Regions from separate parts of the Zea mays genome. Here all the other regions are linked to region 3. A link is a contact called in public Hi-C data. All regions are on one chromosome and are shown on one strand. Each heading gives the region's core, a stretch centred on a gene start, on an enhancer-like site or on the middle of the called end of the contact. The rest is flanking DNA. Distances are from core to core; before and after follow the strand shown. Region 1 holds the start of LOC100384463. Region 2 holds the start of LOC100285931 (Nuclear poly(A) polymerase 3). Region 3 holds the start of LOC100286236.

The links. Hi-C and Micro-C count contacts between places; a contact is called where the count stands out from the background.
Region 1: a contact with region 3 is called in a Hi-C map of tassel, with 4 times the contacts expected there. The contact joins the promoter of LOC100384463 here to the promoter of LOC100286236 in region 3. A contact is called at or near these places in 3 of 25 Hi-C or Micro-C datasets (bundle sheath, ear and tassel).
Region 2: a Hi-C map of leaf shows a contact between it and region 3, with 7 times the contacts expected there. The contact joins the promoter of LOC100285931 here to the promoter of LOC100286236 in region 3. A contact is called at or near these places in 5 of 25 Hi-C or Micro-C datasets (bundle sheath, ear, endosperm and 2 more).

Annotation. Positions count from the first base shown.
Region 1 is chr1:50,927,858-50,930,863 of Zm-B73-REFERENCE-NAM-5.0, reverse strand. LOC100384463 reads left to right here and starts at 1,519. Exons shown (of 8, transcript NM_001176995.1): 1 at 1,519-2,134; 2 at 2,272-2,354. The coding sequence starts at 1,674.
Region 2 is chr1:50,954,375-50,957,432 of Zm-B73-REFERENCE-NAM-5.0, reverse strand. It overlaps LOC100285931 (Nuclear poly(A) polymerase 3), which reads left to right and starts at 1,335. Exons shown (of 10, transcript NM_001158820.2): 1 at 1,335-1,873; 2 at 1,977-2,054; 3 at 2,146-2,244. The coding sequence starts at 1,640.
Region 3 is chr1:51,183,619-51,186,471 of Zm-B73-REFERENCE-NAM-5.0, reverse strand. LOC100286236 reads right to left here and starts at 1,466. Exons shown (of 3, transcript NM_001159124.2): 1 at 1,082-1,466; 2 at 862-1,004; 3 at 313-751. The coding sequence starts at 1,415. The coding sequence ends at 563. It also overlaps a transcript of LOC100191798 not described here.

The sequences.
Region 1 (3,006 bases), core at 270-2,769, 260 kb after region 3:
ATAAAAATATGACTCGATTTTAAGCCGATCCGATTCTTAAATCTTATAGTCTAAAATTTAGAGTTTATTGTTAACTCTAGTTGCAGGAGTCCGAACAACTGGCTTTAATATGTAGCACCAACATGTAGAAGCATTACTCTTTCGTGGACACCATCAGACTTATACTAAATATTAGTTTTAGACTTCTAATTGCAAAAGAAAAAAATAATATAAAAACACATGTTTCAATCCCATGAGTCACACGCCGGTGAAATATGACATCCACATCTACGTGACACTATCCGAGTGCCAGCTCAAAGACACTACGTTGCATCCACACCCGAATCAACAAGCGTGGTTGTCGTCTTTCTCCATGTGAGTACCGTAAACACTAAACACTATAGAGGAGAAGCCGGAGTCTAGTTCGCTACTGGCTAATATTCATGGGTCATGTCCAATATTCTTGGATGACCGTGGTGATAAATAACAGCTGTAGGGATAAATATCCTATAATAATGCAATAACCTTTACTGGTAGGAAGCTGCAGTGAGTTAATATGTATAGTACGCAAAAAGCCATCGGGTCTTAGCTGTATGTTTGATGTCAGCTAACTTACTCCGTTCTAATTAACTGACCCCCTCCATTCGAAAATAAAAAGGTATTTCAATTTGTTAAAAGTCAAAGCATCTTGAATTTGACTAAAATTATAAAAACATAAAGATCTATAAATAAAACAAGTTACTAAAAATGTAGCTAATAAATAATATAATAATACTTATTGTTTTGTTAAATTTGATATGTTTTGACGGTCTAAAAATCTAGATATCTTACAATCTAGGACAAAGAGATTAGAACCAAGCTAGATATTCTCTCACGTGCTTTGCTAAAAGGTCTGACCAAGAAGAACGTTAGACTTAACCAACGAGAATAATGTTTGCATCTAAAAAAATAGACACCTGAAATATAGAAAAAAAGTACTTAACCAATAAAGCAAAACGAATATGGCTCTGGTGTACATTGAGTACTCCATGTTTTGCGAGACTAAGGGCCTGTTTGGTTTGATGACTAATTTGCCACACTTTGCCTAACTTTTTTGCCTAAAGTTAGTTATTCAATTCGAATGACTAACCTTAGGCAAAGTGTGGCAGGTTTAGCCACGAACCAAACAGCCCCTAAAATTTTTCGCAACAGCTTCCTTCGATTTTGAATTGTGAGTCTGTGACACACGCGCGCCTACCTTCTGAGTCTGACCATCTTTTTTAAACCGAAACCGCCGTAGCTGTTCGCCGCATTGCGAAGCCGCAGCCAAAACAGCACAGCACAGCAGTGCGGAAGACCCGGCCCCAGCGCTGGCGGAGACCACCCCCAGGCACAGCTTCGATAATTTTTGTCTGATTCCGGCGTTCCGCTTCCGCAGACGGCAGACATGAAGACCGGAGAAGAAGCGCGCCCGAAGCGCCTGACCTCCTGCCCCATCATTTTCATCCCACGCCTATAAGTATCCGGTCCTCCGTCCTCCCCTCCACCTCCTTTCCCCCGCCTCTCCGCCGCTTCTTCCGCGCGCGCCGCGCCGCGCCGCCCTCTTCCCCCGGCTCCTCGTGTTTGTTTCTCTTCTCTTCTTATCCGCCGAAGCCCGAAGGAGAAAAACACCCACCAGAAACCCAGGACGAGGAAGAGTCTGCGGCCGATCGTGGATGTCGCCACCGACGAACGGCGCCATCTCGCTCGCCTACGCGCCGTCCATGATGCTGGGGGCGGGCGCCCTGACGAACCCGCCGCTCCTCCCCTTCGACGGCTTCACGGATGAGGACTTCCTCGCCTCCGCCGACGCCGCTCTCCTTGGCGAGGCTGGTACCGACCAGACCCTCCTCCTGCTGCCCTCGTGCCCCGGGGCGAACTGCTGCGGCGGCAGTAGCTCCGACCAGGGTCTCGGAGCCCTAGCGTGTGAGGTCACAACCGCCGGATCCTTCTCGCTCTTGGGCCAGCCTGCGCCTGGGCAGGTTTCGTGGGAGGTGACGACTGCCGTCGCTGCGGACCGCAACACCTTCTCGCGCGCACGCGACCCTGCGCCCTCACCACCACCGTCCCCGGCGCTGCCGCTCGTGCAAACCACCTCCCAGTCCCAGAGGACCTCCATCTACCGCGGGGTGACCAGGTACCAGCATGCGTGCGCATGAGCGCATCGGTAGCAGGTGGACTAGCTAGTAGATGTTCTTAGTTAGAGTAAGCGTGGTTAGGAAGTGTAATTAACGGCTGTCACGTGATTAACACTGCTCCACACGTGTGGGTCAGGCACAGGTGGACGGGGCGGTACGAGGCGCACCTGTGGGACAACACGTGCCGTAAGGAAGGCCAGAAGCGCAAGGGGCGCCAAGGTAATTAACCCCGCCGTCAACCAATCCTGATTCCTGTATCTAATAATCCTCTCTGAATAGTATTTAATATTTATTATAAAGCAGCTTAAGGGCCTTTTTGTTTACCCCCAGATTATATAATCTAGATTAAATAATCCTAAGAGGCAAACAAACAGTCTAGCTTATTTGCCCAGATTATATAATCTAACCCCTCGGATTATGATAATCCATAAGCAAGTGAGGAGATACTTATTTCAGATTATTTTTTTCCACTTTCTCACTACCTTTTCAAGTTTCCTAGTAATTACCCACCATTGCCATTATAATCTACCGAATCGTTTTTGCGTCTATCGGATCGGAGAAGCCCGCCGCCCAACAGAAACACGCCAAATAATCTGAGTAAACAAACATGACTACTCAGATTATATAATCCAAATTATATAATCCAGATTATATAATCCTACAAAAATAATCCAGATTATATAATTCATTGGGGTAAACAAATATACCCTAAGAAGCGGGTTCAGTGAAATGTGTGCCGGGCCGGGACGGGACGGGCGGGATCTCTCTTGTTGCATCTTTTCTGTACGGGGACAAAGAGGGTCTTGATGGGGGGATCCCGTTTTTGATGGGACGCCGCCGTCTCAGGAAAGGACGTAGCGACCAGCATCCC
Region 2 (3,058 bases), core at 86-2,585, 230 kb after region 3:
AAGCTTTAGTGATTAGAGAGAGTGATTTGTTGTGTTCATTTGAGCTCTTGCGCTTGGATTGCTTCTTTTCTTTCTCATTCTTCTTGCGATCAACTCAATTGTAACCGAGGCAAGAGACACCAATTGTGTGGTGGTCCTTGCGGGAACTTAGTGTTCCGTTTGATTGAGAAGAGAAGCTCACTCGGTCCGTGGGACCGTTTGAGAGAGGGAAAGGGTTGAAAGAGACCCGGTCTTTGTGACCACCTCAACGGGGAGTAGGTTTGCAAGAACCGAACCTCGGTAAAACAAATTATCGTGTCTCGCTCTTTATTCGCTCACGATTTGTTTTGCGCCCTCTCTCTCGAACTCGTTTATATTTCTAATGCTAACCCGACTTGTAGTTGTGCTTAAGTTTATAAATTTCAGATTCGTCCTATTCACCCCCCTCTAGGCGACTTTCAGCCACCTTCGCATGCCTTGTTGACAATAGACTGCAAAAGGTCAGCAGCAAGAACAAAAAGAAGCGGGGACAGAGGGTCGCCTTGTCTGACTCCGCGTCGACAGTGAAATCTTTTCCTAGGGACTCCATTCAAAAGAACTTCAGAAGATCCAGAGCCAAGAATCATAGAGATCCAGTGGATCCATTTATTACTGAACCCCTTGTGCCTCAGGATCTCCAAGAGAGCAGCATGCTCCATTTTATTAAATGTCTTCTCAAAATCAAGCTTTAAAATGACCATTTCTTTTCTGGATTTGTGACAAAGGGAAATATATTCAAAAACCCAAGCTAAGCAATCCTGGATCGATCTATCCTTGATAAAACCATATTGATTTTGATGGACGAGCTTTGTGATCACCAGCTGCAAGCGATTGACTAAGATTTTTGTTAGAACTTTGACACTCGTGTTAAGGAGGGAGATGAGTCTATAGACACCAACTACTAGTAATTTTTATTGTCCACCATCAAGCCATTCCACATTGGTTGGTGTGGAATAATTCCTTTCGCTATGCAGTTTTTTATAGATAATATGACACGTGATGCTACTGTCAAATTTTTTATTATTTCTGCATGTTTGTTTTGATATAGATTTGATTTTAAATTGTCATGATGTCTCTTTTACTTTTGTTTATATGCACTAAATAAAGAGGATTTCGGCGACCAAAAGTGGTCCCATAAAAGGAACTAACAACAGCATAAAGCTTTGGAATTAGGAAAGGGAACTTGTAGAAGGCCACAACAATACAATATTCTTAATCTATCAAGTACCGACAGCTCTGAAGAGAGCAAACAATACCGACAGCTCTGAAGAGAGCAAACAACCGTATATAAAATTCTAGAGACCAAATCAGCACCCATAATCCTCTTTCGTTGCTCGCCAGCCTGCATCCTGAGACACTCCCAAATTCCCAATGTTCCACCGCGCCAGCTCGCGACTTTGATCCCGTTCCAGCCTCCGTTCCGTTCGGGTCCTGCTGGTCCATTACCCTTGTAACTAAAACCCCAAATCTGTCTCAAGTCCGAGCAATTTCAAAGCGTGAAGCTCTGCTCACGTCGTCGCCTCCGCGTCCGCCACCCACTCAACAACGCGGCGGCGAATCGCGGGCGGTTCGCCGCCGACCGCCGCCGCCTTTCCCTCGCCAGCCCCCCGCTCCTGAAGCAATGGTACTGGACCACGCCATCAGGGGCTCGGCGGCCCGCAGGGCTGAGACCCAAACCCTAGCGCCAGTGCTGCTCATGGGCCCGCCGCCTCCACCGCCGATCCCACCGACGACGGGGATGTACCTCCCGGGGCCCCCACCCCCCGGGACGCTCCTGCCGCACCCGATGCACATGGCGCTCCCGCGTGAGGTCATCATTTACATGGACGAGTGTCGGAGCCGCTCCCTCCTCAAGGTGAGCTCCGGAGCTTAAAGCTCGCACACACGGTTGTCCCTTATGGTGTAATTTCGTCTGACTCCGTGGTTGATTTTTGGAACTGACGTTTCACGTGGTCTAGTTCATTTCCGACGCGGGGATTGTGCCTTCGCTAGAGGACGAGCGGAGGAGGGAGCGGGTAGTACGCGAGCTCGGCAAGGTAATGGGGGTTAGGGTTTCGTATTTAAAAGGTTTCTGCTTGCGGTGCCGGTCCAAATTGATGATCTGATCTGGTGGCGACTTTGTTGCAGATAGTAATGGATTGGGCAAAGAGGGTGGCCTACGAGCAGGGCAACTGGCACTGGATCGCTTCAGCCACGGTGTTGACCTTCGGTTCCTATGCCCTGGGGGTAAGGAGGATGCCAAATTTGTCCACAATTTCTTAGAAACCTTTATGGTGATGTAACACCCAGTTTAGTTGTTCATGAAATTGATTTAGAATGGTCTGTAGTGTCTGTGTTGCTTTTACTTCATTTTCTATATGTTGTGTTCTCTTTAAACAAATTAATTGTTGCCGAAATTTATATCACCTCGTCTTTAATTGCCTGGATATTTTTCTGGCGAGGCATTACGTTTATCAGCTAGCCATGCAGTACTGTTATTTGTTACATTATTCATTCTAGTGCAAGTATGTGTTGTGTTGCAGTTGCATATGTAACATGGTCTGTTTAGTAAACAGTGTCTCTTGTTTTGACGAATCTGCCAATTATGATGACTTCGATAGTGTTTCAACAAAGCAATATGAGCAACGTATAGCTGCTCAATCTTTTAGTCATTTGTTTCCTGAGCTCGCTGAGTTAATGTTTCTGTTGGAATGATTTGTCTGATTGTATTGCTCCTGTACGTCAATGTAAGTTTAACGGGTGGTAGGTTAATCAAAACATGTGGTCATAACTTTAAGAAGAGAGTTACTGCTCATATGAGGGAGGTTCTCTCCAGTCAGAAAGAATCACTATTTTGTCCATCTACATGGTCTCTAAAACACTGTCAGCAAAATTGTTTTGTGATATGTATATAAAACATAGCAATGTCAAACATGCTGATAACAAGGTGCTAGGACGTCCATTACGGAGGCTGCCGATCAGGGTTCGAGCCCTACTACACACTTGAAAGAAGTTCTCTCGTTGGCAATCCACATAGTAATTTTGGACGCTGGCCTGGGTT
Region 3 (2,853 bases), core at 217-2,716:
GAAGCAATGGCCTGGACGAAATGGGTCGTCCGTCAGACGAAGCCCAGATTAGTTGGCTCCTCTCGACTGGATATCCCTACAAACGGCCCAACTACGAGTTCAATACAAAATGCCTGCCTGTGCGGCTGTGCTGTACATGTTTGTCATAATAAGGAAAAAAGACACTTTTTCGTACAAAACGTCGAAGTTCAGGTATTCTCCTCGAACATGAACAAATTGTCTCTTCCGAGTCCTCCTAGATATACAACTTGAACATGGAAGAGAATTTTGGAAATATCAGGTCGAAAGAAACTCTTGAGAGTAGAGATTATTATTACACGACCTCAACTGCACAATATCATTGCCAGATCGAGATGAAACGAAATTCCTAATCAACTGAATTCAGGTGACGGGAAGGGAAACATCCGCACTGAGTAGATGTGCAATTACCGCACCATCGCAAATGCAAGGATGAGACGCCCGCCCACAACACAAAAATCTTTGCAAATTACAAGTATGAAGTTCGATCAGCATGTTCATTTGCTGTGGACTGCCCCGAATATGCATAGCCCCAGTCGGTGTTTTACAGGGTAAACACCACACTGGTGATGTCCGGGAATTTCTCCTTGATGGCCGCCTTGATACCGCTGCCGATGGATTCCGGCCCGTCGTACCTCACCAGGCAGTCCTCGCCATCGACGGCCAACACATCCACGCTCCCGCCGTAGTTCGCGATCGCTGGCCGCAGTATGTCCAGGTGCCGGTTCACCGCCTGCAGCAGCACAAAAGGATCCGCTTGCCAATCAGTGATAGTATTGCTTAGACTACCACCAGTGTACTGCGACGGTGCTATGTCTACGGTGGTGGAGTCCGTTCACTGACCTCGGCCGTTGTCTCCGCCGCCGGCTGGTCCCCGTCGAACACCTGACGGATTTCCTTGAAAGCGTCGCCGAACTTCTCCTTGAGCACACGCTCGATGCCCATATTCATCGTCGTCGTCGAGCTGGGGCAGCTGCCGCAAGCTCCTACAAGTTGCAAACCATGGAAATGGACTAGTGCAAGATTTCGCTCCTACCGATCGAAATCCAAAAGGCTTATTTACCTTCGAGCTTGAGGGAGATGACACCGTCCTCGACGGCAACGACGGTGACGTTGCCCCCGTCAGAGATGAGGTACGGCCGGACGTCGTCCAGGACGCGGTCGACGTTTTCCGGGGTCAGCTCGTACGTCGCCGCCGAGTAGAGGCCGCCTCCCGGCGCCGGCGGTGTGGACGCGGAGGCCGCGACCAGGCATGCCCGCGAACCGGAGGTCCAGATCTTGGAGGGTCCGGATTGGAGGCACCGATGGCGTGGGAGGGGACTCGATTTGGTGATTCGGATGCGGATTCGCGGTGGAGGGAACAAGCCGACGGCGGCGGCGGCAAGGGACGCTTCCATGGGTTGTGTGGTTTGCGTATGAGCGTGCGCGTTTGTGCTTTTGCTGCCGTCAAGGTGTGTTCTTGTTTTTCTCGTGAAATATACATTGTTTGCTCCACATAAATCACCAAGTTCGCCTGATCTTGATCTTATTCGCTTGTGGCAACTGCTCCTTTCGAAACAAGTCTTGAATCTCTTAATGTATTGAAACACATTATTTATATTTGCCATTTTAGATTGCATTTATCGCATTCTTGCTTGTATTTTTTATTTACTTGTGGAAAAGCCTTCTCGCTGAGGTTAATTGTATTGTGTGTGGTTGCTGGTTGATAACCAATAAAGCAATAGTGTAACAATTGTGAGGGTTTGAAACAGACTTGATTCGAAGTCTAGATCGTGAACCTCAAATTCTCCACCCATCGAAATTATTGTATCTCTTGGAATATTAGATTGTGTCTATTTCAAGTGGTATCATATCGTGAGCTAGTGTTAAGTATACTTTTGTTATTTCTTTTAGATTGGATCTATTTTTTTAGAGTCCGCAAAAGGCCAAAAAAACACCGACATATATCTCCTATCTCCTGTCATATAACCCCTTTATGTCTTGTAATTTCATTTTTAATTCGCTTTGTTAAGTTTGTGCCTATGGTCGTATCTTATTGTTGGTCTAGGTTGTGTCCTTTTTCATTATGTTTTTTGTTAGATTAGTTTTTGTCCAATTCAATGCTTTTCAATAACAAGGTTTGTAGAAAACATCATTATCAAAATGTAATCTGCATTGAAAATAAATATATTTGTGATCTAGAATTTTCTAGATACACTATTTGAAGGCCAATATCTCTATCTTCATCAAAAAGGGCTTTCCCTATATCCAAACTAAATAGAAAATGTAGAACTATAATTTTATTGCTATGAGTTTTTACATTTAAGAACGTTAAGAGTTGCAAAATCCTCTGTATGAGTGCAAAATATATAATTGACAGACGGAAATTTTGTTATAGTATTTTGTTGCAACATGTTTTAATGACATTTTTTGGAGAAAAAACATAGAATAAAGGTTACTGCATAACCGCACAATACAACAAATAAAGCAAAGGAAATCAGTGAAAAAACAACCGGCCGTGGAGTAGATAACAGAACCGCACAATAAAGTAAATAATAAAATACATCAATGATTTTTTTTAGGTATTAGAAAACGCCGCAGCCACGATAAAAGTTTTTGCTTTCGTACACAATAGATAAACGCAATACAATTTCTTTATTCCTAAGCCAGCTATATCACCTTATCCTTGGCGTATCTCACAGAAACTATACATAAAAAACAGAGAGAGAGAGAGGGGGGGGGGGGGGGGGGGGGGGGGGGGGGGGGCTCTGTTTTCTTTTCTTCATTAACAACTTCCTCCTGCAACAGGACGTAGGCTTAGCCCCAGGTAAGCTAATAAACCAAATTCAGTGGATT